3 separate regions of the Zea mays genome follow, and regions 1 and 3 are each linked to region 2. A link is a contact called in public Hi-C data. All regions are on one chromosome and are shown on one strand. Each heading gives the region's core, a stretch centred on a gene start, on an enhancer-like site or on the middle of the called end of the contact. The rest is flanking DNA. Distances are from core to core; before and after follow the strand shown. Region 1 has its middle 7.5 kb from the start of LOC111589826. Region 2 holds the start of LOC100284909. Region 3 holds the start of LOC100283553.

Region 1 (3,812 bases), core at 1,044-3,543, 600 kb after region 2:
ACCATAGGAAGCTCCGCTTCGCCCGACCCAGGGCTCGGACTCAGGCTAAGTCCCGGAAGACGGCGAACTCCGCTCCGCCCGACCCAGGGCTCGGACTCGGGCTAAGTCCTGGAAGACGGCGAACTCCGCTCCGCCCGACCAGGGGCTCGGACTTGGGGTCAGCCCCAGAAGACGACGAACTCCGCTTCGCCCGACCCCAGGGCTCGGACTCCGCCCTGGCCTCAGCCGACGGTCTCCGCCTCGCCCAACCCGGGGGCTCGGACTCGACCTCGGCCACGGAAGACAGACTCGACCTCGGCTTCGGAGGAGCTTCCACATCGCCCAACCTAGGGCGCAGACCAGCCACGTCAACAGGAGGCGCCATCATCACCCTACCCCAAGCTGACTCAGGCCACGGGGAACAAGACCGACGTCCCATCTGGCTCGCTCCGCCAGATAGGCAATGATGGCGCCCCGCATACTCTGTGACGACGGCGGCTCTCAGCCCCCTTACGGAAGCAAGAGGACGTCAGCAAGGACTCAACAGCTCCGACAGCTGTCCCTCCGCCAGGCTCCAGCACTCCTCCGACGGCCACGACATCACACCAGCTGGGTGCCAAAATCTCTCCGGCTGCCACAACGGCATGTACTTAGGGCGCTAGCTCTCCTTCGCTAGACACGTAGCACTCTGCTACACCCCCATTGTACATCTGGATCCTCTCCTTACGCCTATAAAAGGAAGGACCAGGGCCCTCTTAGAGAGGGTTGGCCGCGCGGGGACGAGGACGAGACAGGCGCTCGCGTGAGGCCGCTCGCTCCCTCTCCCGTGTGGACGCTTTTAACCCCCTACTGCAAGCGCACCCGACCTGGGCGCGGGACGAACACGAAGGCCGCGGGATTTCCACCTCTCTCACGCCCATCTTCGGCCACCTCACTTCCCCCCTTCGCGCTCGGCCTCGCGCCGACCCATCTGGGCTGGGGCACGCGGCGACATTTCACTCGTCGGCTTAGGGACCCCCCGGTCTCGAAACGCCGGCATGTCTGCACCTAGTTCTGCCTGTGGATTGGGCTAGTGTACCTTCTACTGCGTTCTGTATTCTGGCTCTCTCGAGCTTGTACCCCGGTATTGTAATAACCTTTATTCGAACTCTATACTATTTGAAGTAAGGAATATGGTTACTAGCTTCCTGGGACTAGTAATTGTATCACATTTGAGTCCCAAAGGATCGGGACGCTTCATTAACTCAAACTAGCTTTCCTAATTAATCAGCCAAGGGCGTCCCATTGCACCCTTATGGTAGCACTGTTTTCCAGGGTGATCGCTCTATGTTCTAATTAACATAATAATCTTATCATGGACAGAAAATAATCCATTGACAATAAATAGCATGAGCATATGTATCTTAACACCAAAAACCATATAGAGCAATAGCAGATACTACCCAACAGTTCAGTGGTAAGCAAGGTATAAACTAGATCAAACTAGGCTAACCTACTGGGTCCCATAAATTTAACCTGAGAATATCATAGTGATTAATAGGAACATTATTGGGTAAAGAAGAGTGATCAAGGGTACAACTTGGCTTCAACGAGCTCCTACTCAGTATTTTCCACCTGCTGTGCTCCGGGCTCCTTGGTCACTTGCTCGTCTACTCGCAACAATACAAACAAGCAATGTGCATAGGAGGAACTAACATCACACCAAACATGACAACAAACTACGTAATAATGTTCTACGTGTTGCTACGAGATCATAGATTCAAGAATGACTAAATCAAAGTTACAATGTGAGAGTTATGGATTAAAACAATATTTTCAGGCGCAATAAATCTAATAGATATAGGTCACGCAATATCTAATTATAAAGATATGTGATAAGGTATAAATTATGTTGTTACTGTGTAGCCAAAATTCTTATGAAGTTAACGCAACTAGAACGGAAGCAAACAGAGTTAAAACGAATTAGTTATTGATTTTCTAAGTTCTTAGATTTATTTTTAATCTAAAAATTGATTTTCCTTATTTATTTTGGGTATTTCACTCTTATGGACTTGGGCTCATATTTAAATAGAATACAGGAGCTAAACCGTAAGAACCAGGGTCCCAAATTAGATGAACTAGGACTTGCTCGGGATGGCGGATTAAATATGTATAAACCAAGGAGCTCTTTAGACAAATTTCCCTCTGTGAAGGGGTATTCGTGCATCTAGGCCACACGATCTATCTCTGATGGCCCAGATTAGATCACCTACCCCCTGAACCGGTACACAACGCAGACCGCTGGATCACAGATCAGCGGCACACGTCCTCCCCACACCAAGGCCCTCGGTTCTTAGATCTGCGGTATGGATTTTACTAACTGAAAGGGTATCCTCTGCACTAATCTCAGTCGTTCCACGTCGGATCGACGATGACGATTTTAAACAACAGAAGTCCCCCTGGATCCGCCTGATCCCTACACCCGGCCGAATCGACACCCCATTGATTTAATCTAGATCGTTGATTTCTCAATCCATGGCCATGACTTCCTCTTCTACCTCCCAACTCGGCTGGGCGACGACGCTGAGTGCCCAGGGCAATGCCCACGCCGGAACCTAATGACTTAAGGTCCCCGCGACCAAACCCGGGTGCTACAAACGACAAACCGGACGTGGAGGGCTTAATGAACTCAGGAGGGAAAATCTTAACGGTACCCGGAGCAGTCCTGTGACTTGGAGTGGCTCCGTGGCAGCGACCAACATCTATCAGTAATTCACGGTTCCACAGCAGCCACCGGCACCAACAACCGCTACAACAGACCCTGAGTTGGCCGACGACGCTCCCCGTTTCGCGGACAGCGGCAACACTCCGCTCCTCTCCGGTCCATTAGCACTCTAGTCGCTCCCCCACTCTGTGTTGACGATAGGGTGTCGAGAACCTAAACCAGGGAAACTTTGGTCAAGGCGGTGGCGTAATTTATAGGCCCGATGCAAAGTATCGGTTTGCAACACCCAGATCATCGGATCTCAACAGCCCCGCATGGATAAGAACAACCCTAGCTGCGGACGGCTACATGCTCGCGGTTTTGCTTACAAAAATTATAAGACGATCTGACCGGGGAGGACCACATGTCAGAGAGCCCCCACGACACAAGCACGACGACGGTCTAGTAGGTGGGGTCTGCTTGGTAGCCTCAACCGGCCCACACCAGCGTGCACGGCAGAGTCCGAAGGTCGGTCGCTTGGAGGGGTGGCTGGGCCGCAGTTTTGATTTTGGCCCAGGACGCGGGTAGGTTGGCTCTTTTTATTATTATATTTTCTTTTTATTTCTTTGTTTTCTTTTATCCTTCCTATTTTTCCTAGTTTAAGTTCTCAAATTCAATTTGTTTTGTGATATCCACACACATGTTTAGTGCACAAACAAAAAAATTCCAGCATGATGCATATTTCCATATATTGTTTAATAGGCATTTAGGAGAGAATATGCCTCGCAATTAAAACATTGATTGCCCTAAATTCTCATTTTATTTCTCAAAGAGTTAATTAGTACATTGACAATATGCACCTATATACACATATATTTAAGGGTTTACAGTTGTCACGGTCTCGCAAGACTCTCGCCCCACTCGGTACAATTACAACGGCTCACACATTAGTCGAGGGGTTTTGTGGGATTTTCTAAATTCACTCAACTAACTAGGATTCACCTAGAGCAAGCGCATAAGCGGTCTAACTAACCTAAGCACTACGCAAAACACCTACGCTAATCACCGAGTGATTCTATTAAGCACTTGGATGTTTGAGCACTTGGAAATATCTATATTATGTATTGGTATGTTTCTTGGTCTCCCACGT
Region 2 (3,729 bases), core at 768-3,267:
TCAATAAACCAAAAGCAGCTGGTTTGCAATTTTTGGTTGGTGATTGCATATATATTCAATTGTACAACTCGTTAGTTTATTTAAAAAGGATTCTGTGCAAACATTAAAATTAGCATTTCAGCACAAAAAAAAAGATTAATACACGACAAATAATAAATCAAATGAAGGAAAAGTGCAGAAAGTATAAAAAAATGAGCAGACAATTTAACAGTATTTCAATTAAACTGCGGTTATTTGTGCTAGGAGATGCATCTCAACTTCTCAACAAGCTGTCCATATCATAGTACGGCAAGGAAAATATACGTGATGCAGTAATGACAAAAAGAGTTGTGTAGTCTTAATAGACAACCTATGTAAATCTAAAGGTCAGTAGTGATTTGTGGTCCTCGAGATAAGTCCGGCAGCATATTCTTATAGGAACCACAAAATAAGGGACCATTATGAGAATACCAGCTTACCAGCACAGGTATTGTGTGACTAGCAGCATGAGTAAATCACACGTCATTGCATCAAAAACCACAGAATAAGGGTAACCTGTCGGTTTAACCAAATGGGCAAGGCTTGAAATGTGTGACTAGCAACAAAATCAAAGTACACATCAGGAAGAAAAGTGTATTGCTCCATCCCAAGGCTGCATATACCACTTTCCAAAATGCATCTTTTACACAGAACAGATGCAACGAGTAGGTCATGATACCATTGCCAAGGGAACAAGGCACCTACGTCTATGTGCTAAACACTTTAGTGCTTTAAACAGAAGTAGCTTGAAAGTGTTTTTTTTTCATGTTTTCATCTGACAATCAGATGGTTACAGCCACACATATTGTAATGAGAAATTGACTGCAGTTGTTGAACTGCAATGTCCAGGGTGTTTCCAATTTCAGAAAGAGACGTGAAATAGCTGCCCCTTTCAATGTGTTCAGCGGCTCAGAAATTTTCGTAGCTAGGTGTTGCTTTCAATGTGTTCAACGGCTCAGATATTTTCTTAGGTTAAAATTCATTCTTACTTTTGTAGAAACAATTGAAGAAACAGTGACATATGATGCCAGACAACTAGAGAAATACAGCCAGATTTCCTGCTGCAAATGTTTCATTGTTGGGAACATTGATGATCACAAGTTTGCTTATGAATTGAAGATAATTCACCCAGATGGAGATGCAGACAATTGCAGCTTATTCGGAAATACTGAATGAAATGCACATAATTTCACGACGAGCATCATTCACATCATAATTCCCTTTCCTCCAACTCCAACATTACTGGAGTCGCACGAACATAATAAGAAAATAAAACGAGAAATAAGCGGGGGAAGGGGAGCAAAAAAGGGATCGGCTGTGTACCTCCAAGGGAGATGTAGGGTATGCGGTGGGCGCGGCCGATGTAGACGGCATCGGAGAGGACCCCGAAGAGCGGCTTGGCGACGAGCGGGAGGCTCCCAGCGTTCTGCAGGAGTTGCAGGCCGGCGGGGCTGAGCCCCATGCCGCGCGTGAGGTGGAAGTTGAGTGCCAGCCACGGGAAGCAGCGGAACCCCTGCACCCAGTACCCGACCCCGCACACCCACCACACCCGGCGCATCTCCCGCAGCGCCCCGCGCCGTTTGGCCGCGGGCGTGAGATGCACGGGCGTGGGCGCGGGTGGCGTGAGTGTCGGCGCGGCCGATAAGTCCAGGAACTGGGCCAGCCCGCGCTTCTGCCGCCGTTCCTCCGGTGTCGTCGGCATCCGGAGGCATAGCGTGACGCCGATGCAGCGCGCGTTCCTGCACGTGGCGGCGGCGGGTCGTGCGGTCGGGCTGCGGGGGAGGTGGAGGTGAAGGTGCGGTGCGCACAGCGAGAGGCAGAGCATGGTGCCGGCGTCTCCCGTCGTCCGCGCGGCGGCGGGCGGGTAGAGGGGGCAGGAATGCGGAGGCGACTTGAGCGGAGCGGGATGGTGTGTGCGGGCTTGTGGTGGGGAGGTTAAGGTGGTCCGGCGGGGCTTCGGGGAGGGAGATACGGAGAGACTTCTGGAAGACGAGAACGGCCGCGCGCAGCTTCGGGGGTTTTTTTTTCTTCTTTTTTTTCTGTCTTTTGGTGCCCAACTGCCCATGCCTTGTGGGCTCTGGACTGTAGTGGCCTGGTGGGGACGCTGGGACGCACCCCGCCTCTCGTGAAGCATTCTTGGCCTCCGATGCCGATTGTTTCATTTCCACAGGATGTTTGAACGGGGTGTGTTTATACTAGGAGTACATTCTTAGTATCTTGATGTGTTTCTGATTCAAAGAAGTAAAAAGATAAACTAAAAACCTTCTATCTGCCCCCTGCTTTTCGCATCCTAGCTGCTTTTCATTGTTCAACTTAGGCGTTGGCTCGTTTTTTAGCCAATCAACAAACAAACTCTAGGGCTGGCGTCACACGATGCAGGGGGCGTTAGAGTCCTCTCTGTGTGAGTGTGGACTGTTCGCGACTGCGTAGAGAGTTTCGGTCTTCTGCGCATAGACCGTTCACGTATGAGCGACGGAAAGTACGCGAGGCGCGCAGAGGGCTTCTTGGATCTTTTGCACCTGAATCTCGCTATCCGGAAGGGATCCATTAGGGAGAAAATATCATAGGGTTGTCCTGTGGTCGGCAGGTCACCCAAAACATATCTAAACGACGTAAAGTCGAGGAGATGTGAAGACTGCAGATGAGAAAGACTAATCTAATTAGGTGGTGCCTCAATCGGTCGTACCTCTTTATATTTATAGGGGAGGTCTGGACCCGTTCCTAGGTGCATCCCAACCGATTCCCACGCGATGAGTTGAATAAGCACGCGCGAGGAAAAGGACTCTCGCCCGAATTAATCTAATCGCGGACCGTCTGGGGCTAGCTCGTCTAGCCGTGCCAAATGTCAAATATGGTGCTCAACACATGCCTCCTACCTTTTGGATAAGCTTAAGCGAACCAAAAGCACCTAGTACAAGTTGTAAACAACTCGATGTGAATCTATCGGTTCTCTAAGCATCTTACCATATACTAGGATGATATCACTTTAGAAAGCGATCATTCAATGCATTGGGCAACTTATCTCCTTGCACCGTTTGTAATGTGTTACCAGAGATCACCTGTGTAACTTTATAAGGCCCTTCCCAACATGGGGACCATTTGCCAAACTTCCAGTCCATCCATACTCCTTAATGGCAAGATTGTCTTTTAAACTAGATCTCCAACCTAAAAAGTCTTAGCCTTTACCTTATTGTTGTAAGCCTTGGCAACTATGATCTTGTCTTTCTCAATCTCCTTTAGAGCCATCAACCTCTTGTCGATCACCAAATCAATACTATCCATCATTAGATCATGGTAGTCACCAACATCTTGATCATTTAGACTAGTAAACCTGATAGCATGCAGGCTAATCTCTATAGTTAAAATAGCTTTCTGTCCATACATGTCGTGGTTTCGGAAGCCAAGGGACAATAAGATTTGTGTTCGGCAGGGGTGCAAGTTTAGACGAAATGGTCTTGGCCTTTGTTTGAATGGCCTAAAATCAGGTTTGATGTGTAACTGATGCTCAACTAGCTCTCGGCATAAGCCTGTCATCTCATTATAACTCCAAGAAAAATAATCAGAATACTCTAATAATAATTCGATCATTTTATTCCTAGAATTGGATTTTAGGTTTTTGTTTACAAAAGACGGCCTTGGAGTGTTACCATCTCCTATGTCAACTTCCTCCAAAGGATCAGCCGAAGTAAACCCTTGTCCTAACTTGTAAAT
Region 3 (3,830 bases), core at 482-2,981, 540 kb after region 2:
TCATCCAACCGTGTCCAGCTATTTTGCGTTTACATCCTTCCATCTCCTCTTTTCCCGCGGAAGAATTTTTGTTTTGCCCCCTCCACATCGATTATCATGGTATGAGGAAATTAACAGCCATAAATTAACACCCAAGAATTATCATCGACGGGGCTGCTGCGTCCACAGAGAAGGACTAGGCTCTATTTCTATTTATTTTAAAACTAAAATTAGTTAAGAACACATATAAATTATGAAGAAATATTTGAATCCTGTGAGGCAAAATTTCATTTAAATCGTAGTTTTATTCCTCCTATGTATACGATTTAGGGAAAAAGAGCAGGGAAAACAGTTGTTGGAGAGAAGGTTTTCATCCGACACGGTATAGCAAAACTGGAAAATATAATCTGAAATAGAGAAGCAATGATTCTGAACATGTTGCCAAGGCCAGAATTACTGCATCAAGATTCCAGAATCAGAAGTGGATGAAAGATAAAGAATGTAGCAACTAGTGTAACTGATCGTTCACATGAAGATGGAGTCATCCCGCTCGACGCTTCAATTGGTTGGTCGCAGCGTAGCCTTGAGGATATCAGTGAGCACCGAGGGGCAGCTTGCTTCCAGGTGCTTGTACCCCTCTGTCTCCAGGACGGCGTCAAGATATCCCGCGATGAACTCGATGCAGCTAGCCTTGAGCTGCGAGCAGCCATGCTGCTCCGCTAGCGCCAGTGTGGTCGCCACCGTGTCGACGGTGATGCGGTCCGCGAGCCAGCCCACGCAGATAAGTTTGAGCATGTCCAGGCCGTACCTGTCCGCGCCGGCAAGCAGATGCTGCGCCAACGACGTCCCGCCGTCGCCCTTCTTGTCCAGTTCCGGCGCCGTGCCAGTGTAGATGAAGCGAAGCACGGCCTTGAACGCCGCGGGCTTTATGTCCTTCACCTCGATGTGCCGGGACGCCTCCTCCTTCATTCCCCCAAACAGCTCCGCCATGAACACCGGCGACCTCGAGGCAAGGATGGCCTTGTGCGCGGCGAACTTCTCGCCGGACACATGGAACGTGACGTCCGCGCCCGTCCCCTTCTGCAGAAGTTCGCCCAAGTGCCGGTGCAGTTCGAGGGACGGCAGCATCGCAGCATCGCGATCCATGGCCGTCGCCGCAGCCGCAGCCGCAGTATTCCGCGCCGGCGCTTTTTTTAGCACCGTGATGCTGCACTCCACGGTGTAGGAATCGTCCACCAGGTAGCCAGACTTCTCCAGATCCTCTCTTCCCGTCACCTGGATTGCACCGGAGTAATCGCCGGACTTGTAGAACTTATGCGATTTGCTATTCTCCTTCGACGGCTTCAGCCTCCCGGTCGGATCAACCAGGCGGCAGCTGAGCTTGGCCTTGACGTCGCCGCCGCGCGCTTCGGAGATCAAGACGAGCCTCAGCGTCACCGGGCGCTCGTGGCCCTCCGAGTGATCCTTGGGACGCAAGTGGACCTCCCAATCGTGGCCACCGACGGCCCATTTCCTCGACATGAGGAACTCCCCATCGCACATCGCCTTGATCACCGAATGGCCTACAACCTTGAGCAGGTCCTTGGAGCGAGCAACATCGGTGAGGTATTGCATGGTGGGTGATTGGATGACAGGGATCTACAGTTCTCTCTAGAGGTGGCGGCGCGAATCAGTTTTTGCCCTAGCCCAATTTATGAACGCCGTCGCCGGCAGGGTCGGTTGGGGTACTGTGGCGCACAGCTGGCGCTCATTTGAAGTGGTGACGGCTCGGCTGCTGCCTGCTGCGTATACACGTCGTTCGAGATGAGATCAGGTTTTCCTGTACACGAACCTCGTTCCGTCGAGTTATGGCTATAGTATTATGTGGTGGAGACTTTCTTATATTTTACAAAATTTATTAAAAAAGCAATAATTAAATTCTAAAATAAAAGGTTGTTCTAAAAATATCCAAATATTAATACTAATTATATACTATAAATATTAATTATTTTTAGATATGTAGATAAAGTTAAAAAATAATTGGTTTTTAAAAATGAGAGTGTCAACTATTTTAAGAAGGAGGATATAGCATTATGTGAACTTTAAAATTCTACTAATACATTGTTTGCGTTGTAACAGCACACAAATTACTTGAGTGGATCATAACTATACAATATTCAGAGAAACATAAGAGAGGAGATAGAGAAATTGAAAGTCGCCTAGAGGGGGGTGAATAGGGCGAAACTGAAATTTACAAATATAAACACAACTACAAGCCGGGGTTAGCGTTAGTAATAAAGAAACGAGTCCGTGAGAGAGGGCGCAAAACAAATCCCAAGCGAATAAGTAAGTGAGACACGGAGATTTGTTTTACCGAGGTTCGGTTCTTGCAAACCTACTCCCCGTTGAGGAGGCCACAAAGGCCGGGTCTCTTTCAACCCTTCCCTCTCTCAAACGATCCACGGATCGAGTGAGCTTTCTCTTCTCAATCACTTGGAACACAAAGTTCCCACAAGGACCACCACAAGTTTGGTGTCTCTTGCCTCAAATTACAAGTGAGTTTGATTGCAAAGAAAGGATCAAGAAAGAAGAAAGCAATCCAAGCGCAAGAGCTCGAAAGAACACAAGCAAATCACTCTCTCTAGTCACTATGGCGTTGTGGAGAATTTGGAGAGGATTTGATCTCTTTGGTGTGTCTAGAATTGAATGCTAGAGCTCTTGTAGTAGTTGGGAAGTGGAAAACTTGGATGCAATGAATGGTGGGGTGGTTGGGGTATTTATAGCCCCAACCACCAAAAGTGGCCGTTGGGAGGCTGTCTGCTCGATGGCGCACCGGACAGTCCGGTGCACACCGGACAGTCCGGTGCCCCCTGCCACGTCATCACTGCCGTTGGATTCTAGCCGTTGGAGCTTCTGACTTGTGGGCCCGCCTAGGTGTCCGGTGCACACCGGACATGTACTGTTTGCTGTCCGGTGTGCCGGAATGGGCGCGCCTGACATCTGCGCGCGCAGAGCGCGCATTAAATGCGCGGCAGAGAGCCGTTGGCGCGGAGATAGCCGTTGCTCCGGAGTCGCACCGGACAGTCCGGTGCACACCGGACAGTCCGGTGAATTATAGCGGACTAGCCGTTGGAGTTTCCCGAAGCTGGCGAGTTCCTGAGGCCGCTCCTCTGTGGCGCACCGGACACTGTCCGGTGTACACCGGACAGTCCGGTGAATTATAGCGTGAGTGCCTCTGGAAATTTTCCGAAGGTGGCGAGTTTGAGCTGGAGTCCTCCGGTGCACCGGACACTGTCCGGTGGTGCACCGGACACTGTCCGGTGTACACCGGACAGTCCGATGCTCCCAGACCAGAGGGCCTTCGGTTCCCACTTTGCTCCTTTGTTGAATCCAAAACTTGGTCTTTTTATTTGCTGAGTGTGAACCTTTTTACACCTGTATAACTTGTGCACTAGAGCAAACTAGTTAGTCCAAAGATTTGTGTTGGGCAATTCAACCACCAAAATTATATAGGAACTAGGTGTAAGCCTAATTCCCTTTCAATCTCCCCCTTTTTGGTGATTGATGCCAACACAAACCAAAGCAAATATAGAAGTGCATAATTGAACTAGTTTGCATAATGTAAGTGTAAAGGTTGCTTGGAATTGAGCCAATATAAATACTTACTAGATATGCATGGATTGTTTCTTACTTATAACATTTTGGACCACGCTTGCACCACATGTTTTGTTTTTGCAAAATCTTTTGTAAATCCTTTTTCAAAGTTCTTTTGCAAATAGTCAAGGGTAGTGAATAAGAATTTTGCAAAGCATTTTCAAGATTTGAGATTTTCTTCCCTTGTTTCAAATGCTTTTCCTTTGACTAAACAAAAC

Evidence for each region. A called contact is a pair of places that touch in the nucleus more often than the background predicts.
Region 1: a contact with region 2 is called in a Hi-C map of bundle sheath, with 3 times the contacts expected there. The contact joins the enhancer-like site here to the promoter of LOC100284909 in region 2. A contact is called at or near these places in 4 of 25 Hi-C or Micro-C datasets (bundle sheath, leaf and tassel).
Region 3: a Hi-C map of tassel shows a contact between it and region 2, with 3 times the contacts expected there. The contact joins the promoter of LOC100283553 here to the promoter of LOC100284909 in region 2. A contact is called at or near these places in 3 of 25 Hi-C or Micro-C datasets (ear, leaf and tassel).

The regions. Positions count from the first base shown.
Region 1 is chr7:38,767,043-38,770,854 of Zm-B73-REFERENCE-NAM-5.0, forward strand. No RefSeq gene overlaps it. Among protein-coding and RNA genes, the nearest start is that of LOC111589826, 7.5 kb to the right of the region's middle. Within about 2 kb of position 2,294, at least 17 of the 20 cell types and tissues checked have an H3K27ac peak or open chromatin away from gene starts, as enhancers often do. A contact at or near this core is called in bundle sheath, leaf and tassel, where this site is marked.
Region 2 is chr7:38,165,286-38,169,014 of Zm-B73-REFERENCE-NAM-5.0, forward strand. LOC100284909 reads right to left here and starts at 2,018. Exons shown (of 2, transcript NM_001157804.2): 1 at 1,342-2,018. The coding sequence starts at 1,843.
Region 3 is chr7:38,708,785-38,712,614 of Zm-B73-REFERENCE-NAM-5.0, forward strand. LOC100283553 reads right to left here and starts at 1,732. Exons shown (of 1, transcript NM_001156453.2): 1 at 367-1,732. The coding sequence starts at 1,593. The coding sequence ends at 538.